2 separate regions of the Drosophila melanogaster genome follow, and region 2 is linked to region 1. Evidence: chromatin contacts called from public Hi-C data. All regions are on one chromosome and are shown on one strand. The core of a region is the stretch at or near the end of the contact, and the rest is flanking DNA. Distances in the headings are between cores, read along the strand shown. Region 1 holds the start of CG3634. Region 2 overlaps skd (skuld).

Region 1 (6,155 bases), core at 2,343-4,842:
AAGCAATCGGCAGTAACCCATTGCTCTCCTATAACCTTTAGTTCCTCATCCAGACGCGGGAATTTCGTGACATTGACGGCGGAGTGGTTGAGTTTCTTTAGTGTACGATACATCTGTGGGATTTTCAATATAAGTTAACTAATAATAACACTAGATGTTACGCTTTACCTCCGCAGAGCTAGTGGATATCTGTTTGGCTTTGGCCAGAGCCATTTCGTTGACATTTCTGGCCTTGCAGATCTTGTCAACGAAACTATTCGATTCCAAAAGTTCCGTTGCGAACAGTCTTTCACCCATAAGAAACAAACGCGAGTGCTGAACGATACATGGGATGAGCTGTAGATAAGCTTTATAAAAGACTGAATATTTACCACTTCACTGGAAACTCTTTGGTGACCATGCCACAGAGCATAGCCCTCGGGCAGCTGACCCAATTTGGCATAGTTAGTCTCGAAGCTACAATCATCAGAGGCCACCACGTAGTCAGCAAAGGGAAGCTGCATAACGCCCAAATTAATCTGGCTGCCAACAATGCCAGCCACCAAGGGTTTAGGAAATGTGGCCAGAGTGCGTAGATAGCATCTAAAATGTAACGGTTTCGTTAATAAGCCTTTTCTCAAAGATACATTTGAATTACTTACTTAAGGGCTACAGCCAGTTGACTGGCACTATCCTTTCGCTTCTCCAGGGAACCCTGTATCAGTTCCTGGCAATCGATGCCCTGACAAAACTGTGGACCCTCGACGGTAAGCAACACCGTGTTGAATTCGCCTTTGCGGGCAACACTGGACAGTGTGTCGTTCAACTGCTCCAGCAGCTGCTTGCTGTACGTATGGCCGAAGTTTCCTCGTTCCGTGTGGATGACCAGGTGAGCAACTTTGTTAACCTTGTGCAGGCACACCAGTTCGCTACCGTTGTTCGCCTTCATATCGTTAGCCAGCGTATGCGAGGAGGTATCTTCACCGCCCCTTTGGCTCGACTTGCTTACGGGCTTTACAAACTTAAATGACGGGTCCGAGCCCTCGCCTGCATCATCAGACAGATTGGCTGCTCCGGGCCTATTGTCCAGCGAATTTCGACTTACGGAAGCGTTGCTGGAGTACGAGCTGTTGGAGCGCCGACGCATGATCATCGATTCCTCGCTGGCGCGCTGTTTGTAAACATAGTCCCACGAGTCGGAAGCGCGAGGCTTACGGGCAGATGTGTTGGCGGTGGCCTTAGTAAAAACAGAATCAGCAGGCGTTCGTTTGGCGGCCGATTGTGCTGACTCTTTTTTGGGCGGTGTTGGTTCCACAGCAACTCGTGCTGCCTGGTTCTTGTATTGGAAAATCATAAATATTCGATAATCGATAATAGGTATCTCGGATTTCTATAGTAGAAGTACTTACCCTTCCGGTTATGGTCATCGCTCGTTTCCGCATCAGCGGCTTATTGGACACCTCACCACCACTCAATTCCCGCTGCTCATGCTCCACTGCATGAATCATATTGGCAGCTCCCTCGTCGCCCATCAGGCGATCGATCTCAGAGACCTTTTTCTTTTTTTGAGTTCCTCCATTGGCTAGACCTGTGTTCGGAGTTTGCGCGCGTCGTTTGACGGGCGAGGGACCCCGCTCTGTTCCTCCGACCGGAGTGCCAGCTTTAGTAGACCGAGCAGTAGGTGTAGCTGACCGTTTTTTGGGTGCCACCTCCTTCTTAGTCGTCGTGGTGGGCGAAATGCTTTTGACAGTTGTTTTTGGTGTGGTGGGTGCTGGACATGCCGCCTTCGTGCTAGCATACTGCGCAAACGATTTTTTCGTCTCTGGTACATCGGGGTCCCAGATTATCTTCCTTTTAATTACACGCATACGCTTGAACCCTAAAAATTCAGTTTGTAAGCAATGATTTAATGAATTCCAACTTTACTGTACCCGTAGTATGCTCTTCGGTTTCCTTGGGAGGTGACACAACGACAGTCGGCTTGGTTTTTTCCGCTGCTGCCCCTGTTGAGGCTGCAAGTTGCTTTTGGCTCACGGTCTTTAACATTACTTTTACTCCGCTGATCTTGTTGTTTAGCAAAATTGCCGAGTTCGGGCTGTGCTTAACTGGGGATGACAATTTTTTCACAGGCAGAGGTGGCTTCTTAGTGACTACGTGTGCTGAAGGCAGAGTTATAACTTCTGTCACCAACGCGGAAGCCGACTTGTCTTCCTCAGAGTCGTAGTCGTCCCAATCATCGTTCAACGAGCTGACAATATCTATCGGCGCGACCACAGAAGGCGGCGCAGGCGGCTCCTTACGACGCGACTTTGGCTTTAGACCGGCCATCTGCTCCAGAGCAACAGCTCTGGCTTGTTCCGGGGAGAGCTTATGCTTGGATATAGAAGGCAAGGAGTTAGATTTGATGGGCTTGGACGCAGGTACCTTGGGGCTGGCTTTTCGACTCGATGACTCCCCCTCGTCGTCGTCAATTTCCATGATTTCGAACTGCCCTTCGCCCTCGATGGTAACACCTACATCCCCATCTTCTCCAACGCCGTCAAGCTCGGAGAGAGCCTTCTCCAATGTGCACTTTTCCTCTCCCGTAGGCTGATCATGACTGGTATCCGTCCCCTTGAGCAGGGCAATGAGATCTACCTCTTCCAAGGGGGATTCGCTGGACTGGCCGTTGCCTGAGGCAGCGTTGCCTTCTTCGATTATTGGGGTTCGACATTTAGCTTCATCTGGGGCCTGGCGGGGCTCTAAGCCACCATTGTCTGCTAAGGCAATTGGTGTGTCGGAATCCTTAACTTCGGACGCCGCATCCGGCGGTCGAATGTTATGCAGCTTAGCTATCTCCCTCTCCAGAGTGCTCAGCTCGTCCAAGCCTGGACCCTCTTCAGATCCGTTGAGATTGGCCAGCTCATTCTCCAAATCAGTGGGACCCGCACTTTCCGAGAGTGTTTCTAACGCCGCCGTTTTTAGTTCTAGAGTCTCAACTTTTTCGACTCCTGGTGGTGGCTCCTCTGCTTGGGTTGACTCCAGAGTTGTCACCGCACTATCCGACACCTGCTCCATGATTCCACTGCCCCACTGATGGCTTTCCGTTCAACAGGAGTTCCAAATTAAGGGCTTTGCGTGCTTGTTTCAATCGGATTGGTCTATTATAAAAAAAAGTGCACTTGCAGCTCAGCGGCCATTTTTTGTAGTGGTGCGCAGGTGGATCTATCGATAGGCGTGAAAATATCGGAAAAAGTGGATGGTTCGAGAATTACATTTTTCATTAAATTTAAACAACAATTAGCATTAAATAGATATCAGGTAGTTCGCTTATATATTTTAATATGTATGACCGGTTTTGTTATTATTTGCTATTAGAGTAAGTTCTTAGCGTGATCGTAAGAAATAACTGTCGAAATATGTTGAGCACAAATAAGAACCAAACTATTAAAACAAATATAAGTAATAATAGATAACAGTGGGAAATGTGTATATCTCTTGGCCATGCAATAGACTTTAGATACATGCGTGGAATATTTCTGAAAGAAGTTGAAAGGTCTTCCCGCAAGAACTTTTCAGAGTGACCAGTACGTTCAGCGGCATTTAGAAGGCGACGAGAAACGGTCACGTTGCGCTGGTATTTACCCCCCGCTCATCCCCTTTCGAATACTTGATTGAAAAAAGTCTCATCAGCAGCAAGGATACGCGCAAGGATAGCGCCAAGAAAGGCAACCGTTAATTGATCTAACCCCTCGGCGGTGGTCAGTGCCAGAGCACAGAGTATCCGCGAACCCCCAGGCACAAGCTAATCCCGGAGAGCGGCAAAATCCGGACGGAGCTGGGGCCAAAGCGAAACGAGCGTCGAATACAGAACTTCGCAGGCAGGGGGCAGCAGGCAGCAGGATGTGGGATTCGTCCATGTTTCTCAGCACTCTGACGCCTAAGTTCTACGTGGCGCTCACAGGGACCTCCAGCCTGATCTCGGGCCTGATCCTGATCTTTGAGTGGTGGTATTTCCGGAAGTATGGCACTTCGTTTATAGGTGAGTAGTGGGGTTCCCCTTCCTCCGCTTCCTTCTTATTCTGTTTCACTGTCCCTGTTTCGCAGAGCAAGTCTCTATCAACCACATTAGCCCCTGGATAAATGGCAGCGATGGCCAATCAGAGTCCAGCAATGGCAGTGGCAGCAGCAGCAGCAGTGGCTCCAGCAGCAGCAGCAATGGCGGAGCAGGCGGAGGAGGATCGGGTGGAGCAGGGGCATCAGGCAGTGGCAGCGCCACCACAAGTACGGGCACCCAAATGCCCGAGTGTAAGGTCTGGCGAAATCCACTTAATCTATTTCGCGGCGCCGAGTACCAGAGATTCTTTTGGGCCACCAGCAAGGAGCCGTTGACCTACTACGACATGAACTTAAGTGCCCAGGACCATCAAACATTTTTTACCTGCGAAGGCGATGCCCGCAAGGAGGAGTATGAGATCATGCAGACGGCCTGGCGCGAACGCAATCCCATGCAGCGCATCAAGTCCGCTCACAGTGCTCTGGAAATCAATGCGGAATGTGCACCTGCCTATATACTGCTGGCCGAGGAGGAAGCCATGACCATTATGGAGGCGGAGAAGATCCTGAAGACGGCCCTAAAGGTCGCCGAGATCAACTACCGCAAGTCGCAGGCCACCCAACACCAGGGCGCCATTGCGGATGGCATGCATCGGCGCGACACCAATGTGCTGATCTATATCAAGCGACGGCTTGCCATGTGCGCCCGCAAGCTGGGCAAGCTGAAGGAGGCGGCTAAAATGTTTCGCGATCTCACCAAGGAGATACCCTCGATCATGAGCGTACTGAACATTCACGAGAATCTAATCGAAACGCTGCTGGAGATGCAGGCCTACGCCGATTGCCATGCCATTCTGGCCAAGTACGATGACATCTCGCTGCCGAAATCGGCGACTATCTGCTATACAGCTGCTCTGCTGAAGGCGCGCGCCGTAGCCGACAAGTTTTCGCCAGACATAGCATCCAAGCGAGGTCTAAGTCAAGCTGAAATGAGCGCCGTTGAGGCCATTCATCGGGCGGTGGAGTTCAATCCGCATGTGCCCAAGTATCTGCTTGAGACAAAGCGACTTATTCTACCGCCAGAGCACATTTTGAAGCGCGGCGATTCGGAGGCGTTGGCCTACGCGTTCTTCCATCTGAAGCACTGGAAGCAGGTGGAGGGCGCCCTGAACCTGCTGCACTGCACCTGGGAGGGCACGTTTCGCATGCTGCCGTATCCGCTGGAGCGTGGCCACCTCTTCTATCCATATCCAACATGCACAGAGTGCGCGGATCGCGAACTGCTGCCGGCGTTCCACGAGGTGTCTGTTTATCCTAAGAAGGAGCTGCCCTTCTTCATCCTGTTCACGGCGGGACTGTGCTCCATTACCGCCCTGCTGGCCTTGGCCACCCACCAGTATCCGGAGCCCATGGGTCATTTGGCACAGACCGTACTTACCTGGATATCGTATCCATTTCAGCTGCTCAAGGAGCGTATCGAGGCGTTCTGGCCGTGCAATCTGCTGCAGCAGTTGTCTCGCGTCTAAGCCGGAGGTCACACACTCCTCCACTTTCCACCCTCGAATGACGTCACACACACTCACACAAAACTAAGAACACCACACATACTCACACGCATCCATCTCCATGTGGCTGAGAAGCAAGCGGGCAGAAGGCCACGGAACCACTCAAAACACAAACCTTAAACACAAAACATACATATATATATATATATATATATATATATAACGTATATATATTTTGGATCTTAATATGTCTGTGTTGTCTTCGTGAAATAAACATAAAGAAAGCAAATGCAAGCAAACACGCACTCAACTAGTTCCAGCTTCCAAGTGATCCGGATGAACGAAACGAATTTTCAGCAGCCACGCAAGAGGAAACTAAATTACTTTTAAGTTTTATTATTATTTTAATTATTGTAAACGAGTACGAGAAGCGAGTAAACTTAAATTCAAACAAAATCCTTCCTTGCTCTTTATTTGTTTTATTTCGTTCAAAGGACTTATAGTAATGGTTGCTCTTATAAATAAGCTCGATTTCAGTGGAAATCCTTGCCCATTCGCATACACTTTCAATGTGAATTCGTTAAAAAACGCAGACGAATGCATTTATTTTAATTTAAAACAATTTAAAAGGTAGTC
Region 2 (6,614 bases), core at 174-2,673, 210 kb before region 1:
GGCAGTGTGCGTTTTGAGTGTACAATGTATTAGAGAGGCTTTGGTGCTTTGTTTGTTTACCACGGTGGCATGGTGATCAGCGTTTGATTCCATGCCAACGAGGCGGTACAGTACGTGGATGTATTGGATTGTAGTTGATATTGTATGCTCACATATATAAGTGTATATAGAGGCTTTGGCGATGCGTTGGCCAGCGTATGTAAGTGCCGATGACGTGATGATCAGCGATAGATTCCACGTCAGCGCGGCAGTACGGTACACTTGCACTCTTTTTTTTTTATAAAAACTTATGACGTTTGGCAGAGTATGGACATACCGATGGCGTGGTGATCAGCGATAGATTCCACGTCAGCGCAGCAGTACGGTACACTTGCACTTTTTTTATAAAAATTATGACGTTTGGCAGAGTATGGACATACCGATGGCGTGATGATCAGCGATAGATTCCACGTCAGCGCGGCAGTACGGTACACTTGCACTTTTTTATAAAAATTATGACGTTTGGCAGAGTATGGACATACCGATGGCGTGATGATCAGCGATAGATTCCACGTCAGCGCGGCAGTACGGTACACTTGCACTTTTTTATAAAAATTATGACGTTCGGCAGAGTATGGACATACCGATGGCGTGATGATCAGCGATAGATTCCACGTCAGCGCGGCAGTACGGTACACTTGCACTTTTTTTTTGTATATTTATTTATTTTACATTTTTCCTCTCTCTTTTTTTTTCCTGTGTTTGAATATATGTTTGAGTTTCATTTGGTACTTCACAACTTCAATTTTGTTTTATAAAAATTTGTTCCTAGTCACTTTCAGTCGACATCTTGCATATAGTTTGTTTCGTTTCTTACATGTTTACTTACAGGTAGGTAATTATTAATAGGTAGGACATCCTACCGGCTGCGCCAGTTAAGTCCGTGATCGAGGGTGGAGCCTTTTGTGAAGATATGATGTGTAAATGTATGAAGGTTTTTAAGTTTCAGCAGATAGTTGTAGTGTGAAGATTTCCAATAAAGAATACGACTGACTTTCTTGAAGTTCAAAATCAGTATGAAGTTTATTGTCAGAGAGTGGCTACTCGAGTCCTCCGTTTTCGTCTTATACATAAGTACATAGGTTCTTAATTGTAAGCATAATGAACATGCCGACTCGGCATGTGGCTGGCTAGCTGGGGACAATGTTGCAGTGCGACTTTTGTGTAATGTCAGCATTCGGCCGGAATGTCAGCATTCGGCCGGATGCGGTGTTCCAGTTGCCGTCTTCCCGGTTGAGTGTCCGATGATTTGTTTAGAGGCGTGGGGGTTTAGGGGGTGGGGTGGTAACTCGCGCGCGTGAACAAACACAAACACAGGCGAATGTCGGAATGATAACAGTCAGTGAGAGAGGGGGGAAACACGACCTCCTCCTCTCTCGTTGAAGGATTGCAAAAAGCGAGAGGGAGAGGAAGACAGATAAAAGATAGAAAAAATCAACCTACGAGATAGCTCGACCAAAAATAAGAGACAAACCAACACGAAGCGAAGAAAAAGCAGCGAGACGAAATGAGAGCGAAAATGAAAACACACACAAAAATGGCAAAAACGAAGAGCAGCCAAGCAAGCAGCGGAAGAATGTGGAACATACATTTTTGTCGTCAAGACGGCGGAAAAGAGTGGGCTTGAGAATTGAGAATTGGGGAGAATGGCCGGTTTGGGGGAATACCTTTCGGCTTTGATTGTGTGCGTGCGCGACCGCCCTCCCGTCCATACAAGTACGATAGTGTGTGTGTGCGTGTGCTTGAAGGTGCAGTTATTTATTTTGGCGCCATCTCGCTTTGGCCCATTGATTTTGCACTGCTTGCCTGCCTTCTCACTCGCCACTTGCCACACCAGCAACTTGTTTCCATTTTCAACAATTCTACCATCTTGAAACCTCTATAAGTCAATTTTCTCCCTACTCGAATAGTGTAAAACTTGGAGCATAGTTTCAAAATGTTGAAATACACAAGTCTTGCGATTTTAATAATTGTTGACAAACCTTTGTTTTGGAGAGATATACGCCTGCACGTTGCTTTATCGTTAAAATATTGACAGATCATTGCAATACATATTTACATTAGCTTTTGCTTTACGACTTGAATTATTGCAAAAAGGGTCTGAGACTCCTATAGTTCAATGGTCACGGTTTAGAAATATACTATTTAATATTACCTTGTGGTTTTTGTTGGGGTTACGTATTGATTCGTTCCATTGTTGACAGATATTTTACATTGATATACAATATTAATATTCAAGTTGGTGGGCTTATCCCTTTCTTCCCACGTAGCAGATAATAATAATGTGAGTATATTAATCGTAAATTCGAGTCTTGTGTGGACTCGAGTCTTGTAAAATTGGGGACTGGCTGTGTAAAGCCAACGCAACTCTGCAACGGAAGCAGCCAATGACGACCCCAAATGGCTAAAAAAGCTAAAGAGCCAGCAAGCTACATAAGCCCAGTTAGTCAGTCACTCATTCTTTTTTTTCTCCGTGCTTCTCTCTTGGTTTTGCTTTTGTTTCTTCTTCGGTGCCCCAAGTTTCTCATGTCTCTGCTGCAGCTCCTCTTTTCCTCCCCCTTCTTCTCCACCCCTCCTTTCCACCCTCTGCCGTTTTTTTCGTGCTTTTGTTTTGAGTTGCGAGGCAGCGGAAGATTTTCGAGCTTCGCTTTGGTCTTTTTATGCTTTGCCTGTTGTTACTGCTGCTGCCAAGTGCAATGAGGAATGTATTTTACAGATGTGTGTGTGTAAGTTGAAAGATTTCGCAACACTGGTAAATTAGTGGGCAACAATTCAAGATGATTATCGTTTTTGCATAGATTGAAATACACTCGGCAAAACTTGAAGTTGTATAAAAAATATAAGGTATTATATAGAAAATTTCTGTATTATTTCATTTGCATATAACATTAAAGAAGCTTATCCATTTATTGCTTGACTCTTCATTGATTTCTCGAATCGTGACAAAATTAGCAATTCGTAATTAAATCTAACGTCATCGTTAGAATTTGCGTTTAATGCAAAAACCGATAAAACAGTTTAAGATCGTAATCTCAGTGAGTCAGATGGGGTGTGCTGAAACCTTTATTTTTAATACCTACAGCATTTATCGATGTAAAAAGAGCAGTTAAGTTTTCACAAACTGTTGCGACCTAGTGTGAAAAAACAGTTTACCTATCTATAGTTTATGATCGAATGGAATCAACTTGTTGGATAAGTTCCATTTTTTAATTGCTTTTCTTATTAAAGGGATCTAAAGGTGCTTAATATTTAACTTTAGCCTATAAAAGTAAACGTGGTGTTTGTATAGGGAATAATTCACATTTACTGCAATATATTTGTGATTTTGTAGCTTTAGGAACAATTATTTCTCTGCATATATTCTCTGCGATCACAGCTATCAGTAAATATCTAAATAAGGCCGCAACGGAAATAAAATAGGTTGTTATTGGTGAAGTTTATCCAAAGTCTCTTTAAGATTTCTCCCCAGCAGCTGCCATAACAAGTCTTAAATTAGGAATGCGCTATTTTCCGTACGTCATTTATAAGAAGATTGTACAGACACGGAACTTTCGTCACGACAGGGTAAACAAATGATAGGAGCTACCCTACACATATGTATAAGTAGATAGTGCAGTGATAGTTATCAGTTGAGTGTATTACAGAACCTATTTGGCATTAGTCTGGCTACCATTACCTGCTTACATACGCATTTATGACTAATTACTGCTAACTCTCTATTAACCCATTACAGACTGATTTATGTGGAATAAAGTGGCGGAAGTTCGTTAACGGGGAGCGACCGAACGCATCGAGCGATCCTTTGGCGGACCCGATCCTGCGCTCATATTCGCGATGCATCCAGGCGGACATGCTGTGCGTGTGGAGGAGGGTCCAATCCACGAAGACGGACCACGCCGACCCGAATGCCTTAACCTTCGAGATGACCACGTCGACCAAGGTCCACCCGCCCCTTTCGCTGGCCGCCGCCAAGGAGCTATGGATCTTCTGGTACGGCGAGGAGCCCGATCTCAGTGAACTGGTCGATGCCGAGCTGCTCCGAGTAGCGGGTAAGTTTCTAGACCGAAGACGGTTCGAATAAAATGTGAAAGCTAAATATGAAAGCTAGTTACCGGTACTAGCCACGAGGTATACAATATGACATTTTCATAGAAGTTTCTAAATAGGTAAACCTATTTACCACTTAAAATTCGATGTGTTACATTTAAGATTGATTGTATTATTTTCTTGCTCTCCCTTTCTCTCCCACACACACACAGGCACACACATACCCGTTCTCACTCACACATCCAAGTGGGTGATGAATTTAATAAAGCTTCAAGGCCACATCCATCGCATGCAATTGCAACAACAAATTTTGCCATCTCTTTGACGGTTATGTGTGTGTGGGTGTATCTGTGTGAGAAAAGCCAAAACAAATGCGACACACAAACAAACAACAGAGAACTCGCGAAATACATTTCGATTGCGGCAGATGATTATTATTATTGCTCTCCTGATTCTCTCCACTTTTTTCTCCATCCCCCGTTGTTTCGCAATCTTTCTCCCTCGCCTTTTCATTTTCCTTAGGCGTCATTCAACTCACATGGCGTCGTATTGAACCGTCAGCAACAGAAAAGAGAAAGAACTAAAGGAAAAAAGCAACAACTGTCAATCGTAGGCGGTTGTCTTCTCTCTTCCGCCGAATTTCACACGAAAAAAGAAAAAGTTCTTCCTATATGTTATACACATGCATTTTTTTTCGGAACATTGTAACGCAAAGGTTCAAATTAAATATGCAATTGATCCAAAACCGAGTTCTAATCGAAAGTGTCTTATAAACATGAATGTATATATAGTTCCTAGCTAGATTAAATTATTATGTTAAAAATATTTTAACGTGGCTTACGAATTTACATTACAAAACCCCTAAAAAGTCCTTAAATCCTATTCCTTTTTTCCTTGTGCATAAAAGAAGGAAAGAGGAAGCAGTAGTGCCGAAACGTCACCTGTCATTTGCAATGTTTTCGCTAGCTTTCTCTCTCTTTCGCTCTCCGTCGCTCTCGGGTAATTATGCAAACGAAGAAGAAAGGTGCTCTCGCGCTCTCCCCCTGCTCAGCGTCCCTCTCGCTCGCTCCTTCGAGGGTTGTTCAATATCAATACACACTACTGGCCTTCGAAAGAAGCTCGTTCTCTTTCCCACACCCTATCTCCATTTCTTTCTTCTCTTATCAGCCATTGCGTGCGGCTACTATTTATTCAATATTTTTGTTATTGCCTCATTATCTCTGACCACTAACTACGTACTACACTACGTACATTGTTCATAGTAGAATTTGAATTTAAGTTTCGGCTTTTCCACGGCAAATTCCATTACCCACCAAGCAACCGCAGGTCGCCCGAGATCCGTAATCCCGTTATCTGCAGACCCATTTAATAGATATTTCAAAACTTTAATTAAATATGATTGGTAAAAAGTTCTCAATGTTTCAAAGATTCAAAGATGGTTTCTTATTAACCAGTGATTGAAACAATAAAGAACAACAAAAATGTGAAGGCTTTTACTTTAGATCATAAAGTGGAACGCCAGATAAGGAGCTCCCACCAATTATGTTTTTAACTGAGAAGACCCTCTTCTTTAAATATTATTAAATTAAATATTCAATTAAAACATTTTTGTTTAATTAAATTGCCTATCTAAACTAAAAGTATCTTACAATACGCTTCTTATCCATTTCATAAAGCATAATTATAAATAAATAGTACAGCGTACATACGTAAGAGATCATAATTATCTTAATAGTTCATTAGTTTCCATTAGAACTACAAATTTTGCATCCGTGTATAGCTACAGAAGTTCTCCTTTACCCACCGTTTCTCTTTTGAAGTTCTCCGACCGAGATACGAGATAAGGAAGTTTGACTGTATCTTTTGTTATCTGCCTACGTCATTGTGGCCCAATAAGTTTACAGTTTGCTTGTTCCGCCGTCATGCATTAACCCCTTTTTGAGGCGCGCTTTTTTTACCGTCTGGAGTTGAGAGTTGTATGCACGTCGCTTCCATCGCTGATGAGATTTCGCGTTGTTTTTCGTTTTAGCCTTTGTCATTGCGTTATTTTATTTATTGCACTTTTAATGACAAGGACATTGACTAATTGCATTGACATTACTTTGTCTGCGTTTTTTGGTCGAATTTTCGTATGCTTTTTATAGCTTTTTCGGCCATAAACAACACAACTGGCGAAAAAAATTTTCGTCTTGTTGGTGTGTGTGTGTGCGTGCTCGCAAGTGCGTGTGAATGAAATTCTGAAAGGGTGAGAAGAGTGGCGAAGAGAGAGCGCCTTGTAGTTACTGTTACTGTCTCTCTGAGTTGCTGTACATGAAAACGGCAACGCCGCAAATCTCAGCCAGTCAGCACAGTGGCACAAAAATAACATTTACATGACATAAAATAGGTGCTGTAGAATATAAGATCCCAAATTACAATGTATTCTAGCACTGTTTCGAAACAAAAAAAAAAACAACACACACACACGACTTGACAATGACAAGTATTCAAACAGTTTGTTGTACTTCGATAGCATACGATTTTTACCT

The links. A called contact is a pair of places that touch in the nucleus more often than the background predicts.
Region 2: a Hi-C map of the Kc167 cell line shows a contact between it and region 1, with 4 times the contacts expected there. A contact is called at or near these places in 24 of 107 Hi-C or Micro-C datasets (the D17-c3 cell line, the Kc167 cell line, the ML-DmBG3-c2 cell line and 7 more) and 2 of 7 datasets of targeted methods (both in the Kc167 cell line).

Annotation. Positions count from the first base shown.
Region 1 is chr3L:20,806,684-20,812,838 of dm6, reverse strand. It overlaps CG3634, which reads left to right and starts at 3,592. Exons shown (of 2, transcript NM_141003.3): 1 at 3,592-4,000; 2 at 4,066-5,971. The coding sequence starts at 3,862. The coding sequence ends at 5,540. HIPP1 (HP1 and insulator partner protein 1) reads right to left here and starts at 3,170. Exons shown (of 6, transcript NM_141004.3): 1 at 1,911-3,170; 2 at 1,389-1,858; 3 at 642-1,315; 4 at 372-582; 5 at 169-315; 6 at 1-113. The coding sequence starts at 3,036. It overlaps Spc105R (Spc105-related), which reads right to left. Exons shown (of 6, transcript NM_001275194.1): 6 at 5,986-6,155.
Region 2 is chr3L:21,009,685-21,016,298 of dm6, reverse strand. It overlaps skd (skuld), which reads left to right. Exons shown (of 13, transcript NM_168879.3): 3 at 3,773-4,088. Among named protein-coding and RNA genes, the nearest start is that of scaRNA:PsiU6-40, 6.5 kb to the right of the region's middle.